Regions from separate parts of the Mus musculus genome. Here all the other regions are linked to region 1. The links are chromatin contacts, called in public ChIA-PET maps. All regions are on one chromosome and are shown on one strand. Each heading gives the region's core, a stretch centred on a gene start, on an enhancer-like site or on the middle of the called end of the contact. The rest is flanking DNA. Distances are from core to core; before and after follow the strand shown. Region 1 overlaps Thada (thyroid adenoma associated). Region 2 has its middle 5.2 kb from the start of Gm35125. Region 3 overlaps Mta3 (metastasis associated 3).

Region 1 (3,807 bases), core at 747-3,246:
ACATCAAGACACACCAGAATGAGCAGTCTCATTTTCTTCCTCTAGATGCTAAGGGCACTTGCCTCATCGGTGATTGAGTTTAAATGAGTTAAATACCAAGTTCAGAACAGACCAATTATCTATAACTAATTTAGTTCAATATGAGCTGTCTGTTCTAAAGAGAGGGTATCTGTTATGAAGAGTGTACTCAGTGTGTATCTGCTATAAAGAGTGATACACACAGAATCAGAGACCAACAAAGCAGTACTTGATGAATTTTTAAAAACTATTTCAGAATAATATGCTATGTCCTTCAGCTTAAGCTTTTTTTTGTCAAGTATTTCTATCATTACAAAAATAATAGGTTATTATGAAGGCATTTCAGAGCAGAGAAAATAAGGACAAAAAAAATAGCCTTTTCCCTAAAATGGAGTACTGATATTGTGGCATACTTTAATAAAAACGAACGCTGTTCACAGAGGGTTTCCGTGAGGGCCTGCAGAAGCCCACTATCTTCTCCTTCAGCAGACATCGCTTTCCCACTGCTTCTTTATGCTAACTCCCTTCAAATGGCATAAATAAACAGCACATCATACAACTAAAGCAGTCCCACGTTTGCCTGGTGGGTGGTCTTCTCCAGCAGACCACAACCCTAGCAAAACACAAGCACCTGCTGACACCCTCTCAGTAGATAACCAGAACAAGGTGACACATAGCATCAGAAAGCAGGTAACAGTGGTAAGAAATGGTCAGAAACCAAATGTATTCATTGGTGTATATGTATGTGTATGGGGTGCCAATGGAGGTCAGAGGACAGACTGTGGGAGTCCACTCTCTCCTTCCACTACATGGGTCCCAGGGATTAACCCTGGCAGAAAGCACTGAACCCAAAACTTCTCAATTTCGTTTTTAAAATGAAAAGGTCATCTGAAAATATAAGCATTTCATTAGAAACTGAGTTTCTAAGGGTCAAAAAGTGTTATTTTCCAGTTTTTTTAAAAAAACAAACAAACAAACAAACTTTAACATAAAAAATAAATTCTCCCCGGGTGGTGGTGGCACACACCTTTAATCCCAGCACTTGGGAGGCAGAGGCAGGTGGATTTCTGAGTTCAGGCCCAGCCTGGTCTACAAAGTGAGTTTCAGGACAGATAGGGCTATACAGAGAAACCCTATCTCGAGGAAAAAAACAAAAATTCTCCCCGGATATTTTATTATTATATTTAATTGAGCCAGGGTCTCATTTACAGTTCAGGCTGGCTTGAAACTCACTACATAGCTGAAGCTGGCCTTGACTCTCTGATGATCCTCCTGCCTCAGCCTCCAAGTACTAGGATTACAGGCACAAGCCAGCATACACAGCTCTCAGGGACCCTGAAGGAAACCAAAGCTAAAGTGAAATAAAAAGAAGATACTGATTTCTAATCTTAAAATTAAACATGACACTGCCCTTTAAATTTAACATATTCTACTTCTGACTTTTTATAAAACCCTAAAGCAAATTAGCAATGTTTTACAGATTTACAGGTCACAAGTCCACAGGGGAGAACAGCTACTTGCTATGTCTCCAGGCATCTATAGCTTACCATCAGATAAACTAGCAGTCTATAAATGTCTAATTTTGGTTTGACAGTATACTATAAAATAGTAAGCCTTAATTTAAATTCCGAGTTTAAAACAGAACCATTTCTTATAATGTTGGGACTGTCTCCAGCTGGAAGACTCTAATTCCATTTTGTTTACATGAGACGCTCCACAGGACTTAAAGCCTAATAAAATGACTATGTTTAAAAGCAATCCTGCTCCATTATAATCATTTCTTACTAACAATGAGAATTTCTTCAAAATCTAAGCTTTGTTCCTCTATATCATTATAAAGGCTTTCTGGTGTGCAGACACCGTCTTACCAGAAGGTCTATTTTCCTTGTTCTAGCAAATGCTCAGCACAGACCGTCTGACTGTTACCCTTCAGGCCTGGGTTCTCCAAGTGAGGCACTGCTTCGCTGCATAACTCAGCTCTGGGTGATCAGAAAACCACATCTGAGTCTTCTCTGTGTTCCCACAACACCCATGCAGTAAAACAGTCAGTAAACAGGCGACTAAATGATGTGGTCTCTCCTGAAGTTTAAAAGTTAACACTTCTACTCATCAGAGCTCAATATACTCATAATTTCTAAAATCTAATATAAACAAAATAAAACAGGCAATTCCTTTGTGACTTATGAATACTAATGAGTGAATTCCGTTTGTAATCAATCACAAAAAAATTAAATAATGACACAACAGAGGAAATGCACCCAGCCAATCAAGGACCCCGATCACCCACGCATCACCAGAATCTGAAGCAGAAGGTTCTACCAGCTGGCAATACTTCCTCACAGGGTTTCTGTGGGAACAACTACTACAGAGTGTGACGCAAGCAAGTGTGAAGAAAACGTACCCAAAAGCCTGTTTTTAGAAACACTAGGTGGAATCTACAGAGAAATTGATATTCAACACAGAAGTTATTTTAAAACCTCAGTAGGCATTTAAAGATCAGTATCAGCATCACACTGGAAAGAGGGCCAACAAAATATCCAGCAGGTCTGTCAGCAGAGCAGCAAGCTCGAAACCTAGACACACACCAGTGAGTCAGGAAACACTGAGATAAGCTTGTGTGCACTGCTCACTCTTGAAGGGTCTCAGCTTACAGCCCTCAAAGCAGCTTTATCTCTGCCACCAGCGCAGGACACTATAAAAGAACCTTTCATTGTGTGATTACAGAGCAGGACAGTCAGACCTGCCACCAGGGGAACAATTTCCTCTTGAAGAAGCTGGGAGAGCACACTGCCTCACAAGAAATGCTCTATAGGAAGGATCAGGTAGTCAAAACTCCAGTAGAAAGTTATCTTTCATGCCTTGAGAGAGCTGGTGTGGGGAAGGGGAAGGGGAAATCACCTTAAAGAAAACCTAAGTGAGTCACTCAGAACAAAGGGAGCACTGTGCCACGCGAACCCATGAGGGGAAGGACAGAGGCAGAAATTAGCTTTGGGATCTTTGTCAGCCCAGGTAATGAATCCATTTCCTCATACTGAAGGGAGCTGGGGAGTATCACAGCAAAGCGCCTTCAATGAACCAAGCATTAAAAACTCAGAATTGAAAATAAGCACCAGCTCTCCTCTCCATATAGCAACAAAGTCCCCAACTTGTCCTCCTGCCTCCTGTCAGCCGTGGTTATAATCATCCTCCTGTGTGCGCTCCTTGAGTAGTCAGCCTTAACCAAGGTCAGAAAGCAGGGTGATCTGAGAACAAAAGCAGGACCCCCAGAACGTAAGAGGGAGGTGAGAAGGAGACTCAGGCTGACTGCTGCTGTTTTAGCTTTACAGAGAGAAGTCGGCTAGGTTCACACTCACCTATCTAAGTGGTGACCTCTCAGGTTGGTGGGTTTTGTCAGCATGTACAGCAAAGGTAGCTTTGCTAAGTGACTATGTTCTTGGCACCAAGAATGTGCAGATTTACCTTAGGTACAGCCAGTCACCCTGATACAAACTAATTCTTGAAAGTATTAAATATATGCAATCACTTTTTATTTATAAAAGCAGAATTTAGAACCTGCTGTGGTTCGAGTACTTGGAAGGCCAGCCTGGGCTCAATAACAAGGCAGTGTCTCAAAAGTCAATATGACGAAGAGCTAGACGAGCTGTCAAGAGCACTTGCTGCTCTGGTAAGAGGACCCAGGGGTCAGTCCCCAGGATCTACATGGTGGCTCCCAACCATCTGGAATTCCAGTTCCAGGGGATTTGGTGCCCTCTTCTGGCCTCCACAGACACAGCGCACACTTCTGATGCA
Region 2 (3,409 bases), core at 885-3,384, 540 kb before region 1:
CAGCCAGGGTTATATAGTGAGACCATGTCTTAAAATAAAAATAAGAAAAATGTAATAAAAGCCACAAAAGAGATACAATGAAAATGGCATAACTGAAAATACATACAAAGTGACAAGCTTTAGATGAATAGAAGTATAGACATAAGATAAAAAATGGCAGGTTTATTTATTTATTTATTTTTTTACTAAGAATAGAAGGGTTCTGACTGTGGGTACTGATATTTTGAACAAATAATAAAACTGTATATGAAAAATCTATAAATTATAATTCTTTTCTAACTTTAATATTCTTCAGTGCTAGTAAAATTGCCAATCACACTGTTGTAGGTGAGAACTCATAATCTGCATTCTAGGGATAGGATTAGGCTAAAGAATTAAAAATAGGACAAAGCTGTGTTCTAGGCTGTTTGTTTGTTTGTTTGTTTGTTTTTTTAAAGTACACTGTAGCTGTCTTCAGACTCTCCAGAAGAGGGAGTCGGATCTCATTATGGATGGTTGTGAGCCACTATGTGGTTGCTGGGGTTTGAATGCTCAGGACCTTCAGAAGAGCAGTCAGTGCTCTTAACCACTGAGCCATCTCTCCAGCCCTCTAGACTGTTTTATGTGTTACTGCCTAGCAAACTGCACCCAAACTTGCCAGTTTAAAGCAGCCTCAGTGTAGAGTGAGGAAGAGCAACTCTGTGAACACACACCACGTCCAAGGCAACTCTTTATAAAGGACAAAACAACACTTAATTGGGTCTGCCTTACAATTTAGAAGTTCATTCAATTCTCGTCAAGGTGGGAGCATGGCAGTGTGCAGGCATGGCCCTGGAGGAGCTGAGAGTTCTACATCTTGTTCCAAAGGCAAACTGGAGAAGAATGATTTCCAGGCACTGGGAGGAGAGTCTCAAAGCCCACCCGCACAGCGACACACTTCCTCCAACAAGGCCACACCTCCTAGTAGTGCCACTCCATGGGCCAAGCATATTCAAACCACCACCGTGGTTAAGAGCATCTATAGATCTGAGTTTGGATTCAAGCACTCACAGCAGGGAGCTCAAAAGCCCCTAGAACTCCAACTCCAGCAAATCTGATGGCCTCTTCTGGCCTCCTTGGGTTCCTGCACTCACAGGTGCCCACCCACATAAAGACATTCACACACACACACACACACACACACACACACAACTTTAAAAATCTTTAAAAGGTGAAGAAATAACAAAGACAAACAAGAAATTGCAATTCAAGTCAAACCAAAACAGACAAACACCCTTTTCTTATCTCTGTGGTTCTGGGAGCCCCAGGTGACTATCAAGGGCATCTGTCACTGCTCTTTCTTATAATTCTCAGGCAATGGTGGTTAGGAATGGGTGTCTGGGATCATCAGGAGGCTGACTGGGTAGTACTGGCTCTTTCTCTCTCCCCATGATGTCTGTGTACCTTTCTGTATCGGAACAACTGGCTTCTCCAGTGGGGTAGCTGGAAGTCTTACAAGGTGCTCAAGAGTCCCAGAAGTGAGTGCTTAGGAAAGGAGGAGCCACTGGCAGCATTCTGAGAGAGCACTTTCAAACTCAGGCAACCTACTTCGACCACACTCCGTTTCTTAGCATGAATCACAGACCAGCTCAGACTCACTTATCGGGGAGTGAGCACACAGGACTGAAACAGCAGCAGTGTTTTCTGGGGCATCCTTGGGAAGGCAGGGGATACCTGGCTGGAAGTATTGAAGGTGAGGGAAGACGGAGACCGGTGGCTTTTGCTTTGGGGCCCTCAGAAGCCAGAAGCTGAGGAACGTTGAGAAGATGGCGTCCTGGGACACAGGGAGGAAACCTCCTGAGGAAACCATGCCTGAGATCATCACGGGCAATACAGAGGCCAATGTCTGTGATGACACGACAGTGACAGAGATTGTCCTGTCTAAAGCAATCTCCAGGCAACGCACTGAAGAAAAGAAGAGCAACGAGCTAAAGAAGGCACTGTTCCACTCTGGAGCAAATTTGGGGAAGCTAGGGAGGCTAGGACTGCCATTCCAGCTGAAATCTCTCAACGAAGGAACAGGCTTCAGGTCAAAAGCACAGGCCAGGGTGCTGCCAGCGAAGTGTGGGTGGGGATGAAGAGGAAGCCAAGGGTGTGGCTGTAAATCCTTCTGTGATGCCTTAGTAACACTCAAGGGCATGTCTCGTGGGCCTCACGGGTAGACAGTGAGGATCCTGAAGGCCATACAGATACAGCTTAAATTCTTTACTGGACAGCAGCGCATCTAGAACTGCCACAGGCTCCTTACCGGTAGCTTAAAGTCAAGATAAACTTTAAAGTAAATAAATGGTGTGGCTTTGGTCTAAGAAGGAAGTTAGAACCTGATATATAGAAACCTACAGGAGCTATAGAGAGGGCTGGAGGTTAAAAGTGTTTCCTGTTTCTGTAGACGTCCTGAGTTCCTTTTCCAGCACCTATATTGAGCCCCTGATGGACTCCTGTATCTCCAGATCTTCTGGGGCTCTTCTGGCCTCCTTGGGTGCTGCTCTCGTGTGCAAATGTCCCTTCTCACATGAACACACAGTTAAAAATTGAGGGCGACACAAAAAAAAAGAAGCCCACAAAGTTTAAAAAGTAATTCTACAGGTTAAACTCAAAGAGCTATAGGTGAGATAAAGAGGTCGTTGAGAGCAGGCCATGTTTGGCGAAAGCAGCTACTGGCCGTTTCTTACGGACAGTTGCTGTGTCTATGGCTGTGCTTAAGACCATGACCCAAAGCATCTGGGAGAAGAAAGTGTGTGTTTGAGATAGATGTCCTGAGTACAGTCCTTCACCGGAGCAGGAACCTGAAGGCAGGCAGTAAGTGAGCAATAAGTGAGGTAGGGACCATAGAGGAGTGCTTGTCCCCATGGCTTGCTCAGACTGTTTTCTTATACATCCCAGGAGCTGCCCAGGGATGGCACTTCCTGTTGTGAATGGCCCTGGTGCTGTTTGTATTTTGATGTTAATTCCACTTTCCCAGGAAGGGATGTCTGGAACGAGGGATGAGTCCTGTACTCAGGTGACTTCTTATGAACCCTCCCCTAATGAATAAAGAGACCAATCACTGGGCAAGCAGGCAGGGCTTACTGGTTGGAGAGAGGAAGAGAGGAGGCAGGAGAGTGATTGGACAGGGACATCGAGAGGACAAGATGTAGCTACTAGTTTCTCCTGGTTTAGATGATGAATCCACTAGGATTTGAGGCCGGAGGATTTAGATTTAATATGGCTTACAAGATTAGGGTTCTAGTTGGTGTGCCCAGTGATTGAGTTACCATTGATTCTGAACTAAGTTTGTGTGGTGTTTTCCTTTACGCCGTGGCTTGACTGGGTTCCAGAGAGAAAGGTATAGCGGCAGCACATTGTAGGTTTCCCAGAAGTGCACCACAAAAGGCCATGGGAGTTTTGAAGC
Region 3 (3,476 bases), core at 150-2,649, 650 kb before region 1:
TCAATCAGTAGACCAGATTGGCCTGGACTTCACTTGCCTCTGACTCCACAGTGCTAGGATTAAAGGTGTACACCATCACGTACACCCAGCTCATTACTGCAGTGTTTTTTATTAAGCAGAAGGAGACCTGGAGGCTCGGGCAGCTGGGGGCTGTGTTGCTGAATCACATCCATTCTTGTCTCTACCAAGGCCTCTCTGGTCCACCAGCTCTCCTACCTGCCTTCCGCCTCCTCATCACTAGAACGCCGCGGGTGTTTATCTTTCTGGATTAGCTATTCTTGAATATATGTGTGTGTGTGTGTGTGTGTGTGTGTGTGTGTGTGTGTGTGTGTGTGACAGACAGAGCAGAGAGAAACAGAAAGAAAGAGAGATGGGATGGGTAGGACAAACAGACAGACATATGGAAGACCTTGGCTTCCTGTTTAAACTGCTGTAGCTTCACGTTCATTTGGAATCTTAAGGTCCTAGGAATTGATGTTCAATCTGGGTGGGGCTGATTAAAACTGATGCTTAAAGTCTGCATACAGAATTTGGGCATTGCTTGCCAGATGGGATGCATGAAAAACTCGTAGCGGCCTTTTTTTTTTTTTTTAAGATTTATTTATTTATTAATTATTTTATGAATGTAAGTACACTGTAGCTGTACAGATGGTTGTGAGCCTTCATGTGGTTGTTCGGAATTGAATTTAGGACCTCTGCTCGCTCTATCAACTCTGCTCGCTCAGTCCCTGCTCGCTCTGGCCCCAAAATTTATTTATTATTATAAATAAGTACACTGTAGCTGTCTTCAGACACACCAGAAGAGGGCATCAGATCTCATTACAGGTGGTTGTGAGCCACCATGTGGTTGCTGATATTTGAACTTAGGATTTGAGCAGTCAGTGCTCTTACCCGCTGAGCCATCTCACCAGCCCTCATAGTGGCCTTTCACTGTCTGTCCATTTTCCTTGGGGACTTTATAAAGGGGACTCCAGGCTTTTAGCATTCCTCGACCGTTTGCTCATCTAGGACACCTGTACCTCTTGTCAATCACCAGTACTTGGGGGCAAGTAGCTGTTTATGCCCGGTTCTGACTTCCTCATTTTGAGGTCAGTTATGAATGCAGCAGAGCTGCAGATTTCAGGTGTTGCTGATCTAAGATCCGTAAGATTGATATTGTTAAGATACTGAGGACCCTGGTTGGTAGTGCACCCCGCAATCCTAGCTCTTGGGAGGTAGGAGCATGCAGATCAAGAGTTCAAAGTGCAAACAACAAACTATACTGTGCTCATGGAGGGTTCGTTCATACATGTTGCTCACTTCATAAAATAGAACGTATTTTGTGTAGCACACAGAGGGGAAAGCATCAACGAGAAATGCTTACACCCAGCTGACACCCTTCCCCCTCGCTTGGCTGGTAAGCACTGTAGTCAAGCCCTGCCTTCTCTTGCGGTGGGAACATCATGAAGGTCTCACACAAAGGAAGATGGCCGTGAAGTCACCAGGTAGTGCAACCCTGGTGCCAGTATTGTATGTGTGATGTATGCAATCTGTCCTGGACTGAAACATTGCTACCCTATTGTCACTGGCATTGGTAGAGTGCCCTCCACTCCACCCCTATTTGTGATGTTGGTCACAAGGCCACCCCTTGGCCTGCAGGGCAGTGTCAGCATCGTCAGGGACATGCCTCGCTCCCAGAGGAGACACGTGCTCTGCTTCTCTCTGCTGCTTGGACTCTGGAAACTAAGTAACTTGGAGAGCAGAGTCAAAGAAAGAAGTTTTGGTTGTGGCCTTGAACACCAGGATAAGTCTGCAGGTGATGAACCCAAGGCGCCAAGCAGTTAAGAAGCTGCAGGAGGACCCATCGCCGAGGATCAGTGACAGGCAGGCTTTCTGGTGGCAGGTCTGGACTGAGGAAGGTTGGCTGTGCTGGCTCAATAAGAGATGGACTCGGGTATCGGAACAGCGCTAATGCCTGTAACACAGAATATCTTCTGAAAATGCCGCCCCCTTCCCTGCTCCCATGGGATGTCCCTGAGGTGTCCCTTCCTCACCCCAGCTCTGTCTGGAGTCCTCTGGAGTCGAGTCAGGCATTGTTCTGGCAGCTGCCTGACTGTGTGTTTGCCAGATGACACTGTGGAGAGTTAACTCAGGCGGTCAGGCTTGGTGGCAACAGACATTGCTTTTATTCATTCATTTATTCATCCATTTATTTATTTATTTATTTATTTATTTATTTATATTTATTTATTTATTTATTTAAAGGAAGGCTTTAAGTGTCGTGGTTCAGCCTTGAACTTCCTTGTGTATTGATTTCTGATGCTGTTGCCTCCATCGTGAGCACTGAGATTAGGGTGTGCATTGCTGAGCGGGTGTTGCGAGGTGCTGCTGTCTGGACCCAGGAGTTCGTGTATGTCAGATAAGATTCTGCCAACTGAGACTCTTCAGCCAGTACTTTAGCACGAATGCAGGAGACCTCAGAAGATCACTGGATTTGAATGTGGGGGGAATAGAGTAGAGAATTTAAATACGCCAGAATTTTTGAAAAGAGGCTAAATGCACAAACTCATACTAAAGATTGCTTATGTCATGTAACATCTTTACTGGGCAAGCAAATCGTGTGCTGAAACCCAGTGTCTGTGTAGGGCAGGGTGGCCTCCTGTGAGGTCCGGGGCAGGGGTGAAATGTTTGAACAACAATCGTTTTTTACCACGATGATCAAAATGAACAAAAGATGAGAAATCCCCTTGCCAAGATCTCCTTGTCAGTCTTCCTCCTAAAATACTTGTGTTTGTCATTTCCATCTGTTATGAATGAGATGACATGTGACAACACCTTTGCTTTTTGGCAGAGGGAACAGCTTGTGATCAGTTATGATTTTCAGAATTTAGATTCGAGTGGATCTTGCAGCACGCATGTACGTATCTACGGAGAAGATGCGACCTCTGCAGAGTCTTCCTCTGAGGGGAGACGTAGCTTGTCCTGTGCTTAGTTTTCAAATCCATCTGTAATTTTAAGTTGAGCTATATGTGCAGTAGCATGTGTGGAGTGACTTTCATGGGTGCATGCATCACTGTAAACCCACCAGTGGGTGTAGGTAAGTGTAGTGTCCCCAGAGCTCGCTTGTCTTCCATTCACTATTCTGGAACACAGACAGATGCATCGCACTGAATTTTATTATTATTATTATTATTACTGAATGTTGTTTTTTGTTGTTTTAGAAGCTATGTTCTTTCACTTAAAGCTTTTAAAGAGCATGGTTAGATCACACAGAAGTGCATTCGAAAGCAACGCCTCTGCATGTCAGAAAGCGGAGGCTAGGAGGGACCCTCTGGTTCACATAATGAAATTGCCCCCTAGAGGTTCAGTTCCCACTGACTGCACCACCCCCTCCACCAGGCTGTGGTTGGCTTACTAGAGAAAATGAGTCTCAGTGTCAGTGCAGGCTGGAGCTGACTGGTGGCTGGGAAGCTGTCCTGCAGGCTGCGCCTCCTGAG

What was found. ChIA-PET counts read pairs in DNA pulled down with a chosen protein or histone mark.
Region 2: a contact with region 1 is called in an RNA polymerase II ChIA-PET map of memory CD8 T cells, with 50 read pairs. The contact joins two enhancer-like sites. A contact is called at or near these places in 4 of 15 datasets of contacts at CTCF or cohesin (the NIH/3T3 cell line, large pre-B cells, pro-B cells and 1 more), 39 of 484 Hi-C or Micro-C datasets (the G1E-ER4 cell line, the MC38 cell line, the N1E-115 cell line and 23 more), 21 of 115 datasets of contacts at active chromatin or transcription factors (the HPC-7 cell line, the NIH/3T3 cell line, T-cell acute lymphoblastic leukemia and 16 more) and 4 of 9 other capture datasets (adipose tissue, embryonic tail, embryonic trunk and 1 more).
Region 3: a contact with region 1 is called in an RNA polymerase II ChIA-PET map of memory CD8 T cells, with 185 read pairs. The contact joins two enhancer-like sites. A contact is called at or near these places in 1 of 484 Hi-C or Micro-C datasets (cortical neurons) and 2 of 115 datasets of contacts at active chromatin or transcription factors (effector CD8 T cells and memory CD8 T cells).

Annotation. Positions count from the first base shown.
Region 1 is chr17:84,417,510-84,421,316 of GRCm38.p6, forward strand. The region is part of intron 21 of Thada (thyroid adenoma associated); the gene reads right to left. Among named protein-coding and RNA genes, the nearest start is that of Gm24722, 28 kb to the left of the region's middle. Within about 2 kb of position 1,997, at least 124 of the 459 cell types and tissues checked have an H3K27ac peak or open chromatin away from gene starts, as enhancers often do. A contact at or near this core is called in the HPC-7 cell line, memory CD8 T cells and regulatory T cells, where this site is marked.
Region 2 is chr17:83,878,262-83,881,670 of GRCm38.p6, forward strand. No RefSeq gene overlaps it. Among named protein-coding and RNA genes, the nearest start is that of Gm35125, 5.2 kb to the left of the region's middle. Within about 2 kb of position 2,135, at least 33 of the 459 cell types and tissues checked have an H3K27ac peak or open chromatin away from gene starts, as enhancers often do. A contact at or near this core is called in the HPC-7 cell line, memory CD8 T cells and regulatory T cells, where this site is marked.
Region 3 is chr17:83,769,477-83,772,952 of GRCm38.p6, forward strand. All of the region lies in intron 8 of Mta3 (metastasis associated 3), which reads left to right. It overlaps Gm46597 (predicted gene, 46597), which reads right to left. Exons shown (of 3, transcript NR_168497.1): 2 at 3,395-3,476; 3 at 2,163-2,467. Among named protein-coding and RNA genes, the nearest start is that of Gm46597, 6.8 kb to the right of the region's middle. Within about 2 kb of position 1,400, at least 16 of the 459 cell types and tissues checked have an H3K27ac peak or open chromatin away from gene starts, as enhancers often do. A contact at or near this core is called in memory CD8 T cells, where this site is marked.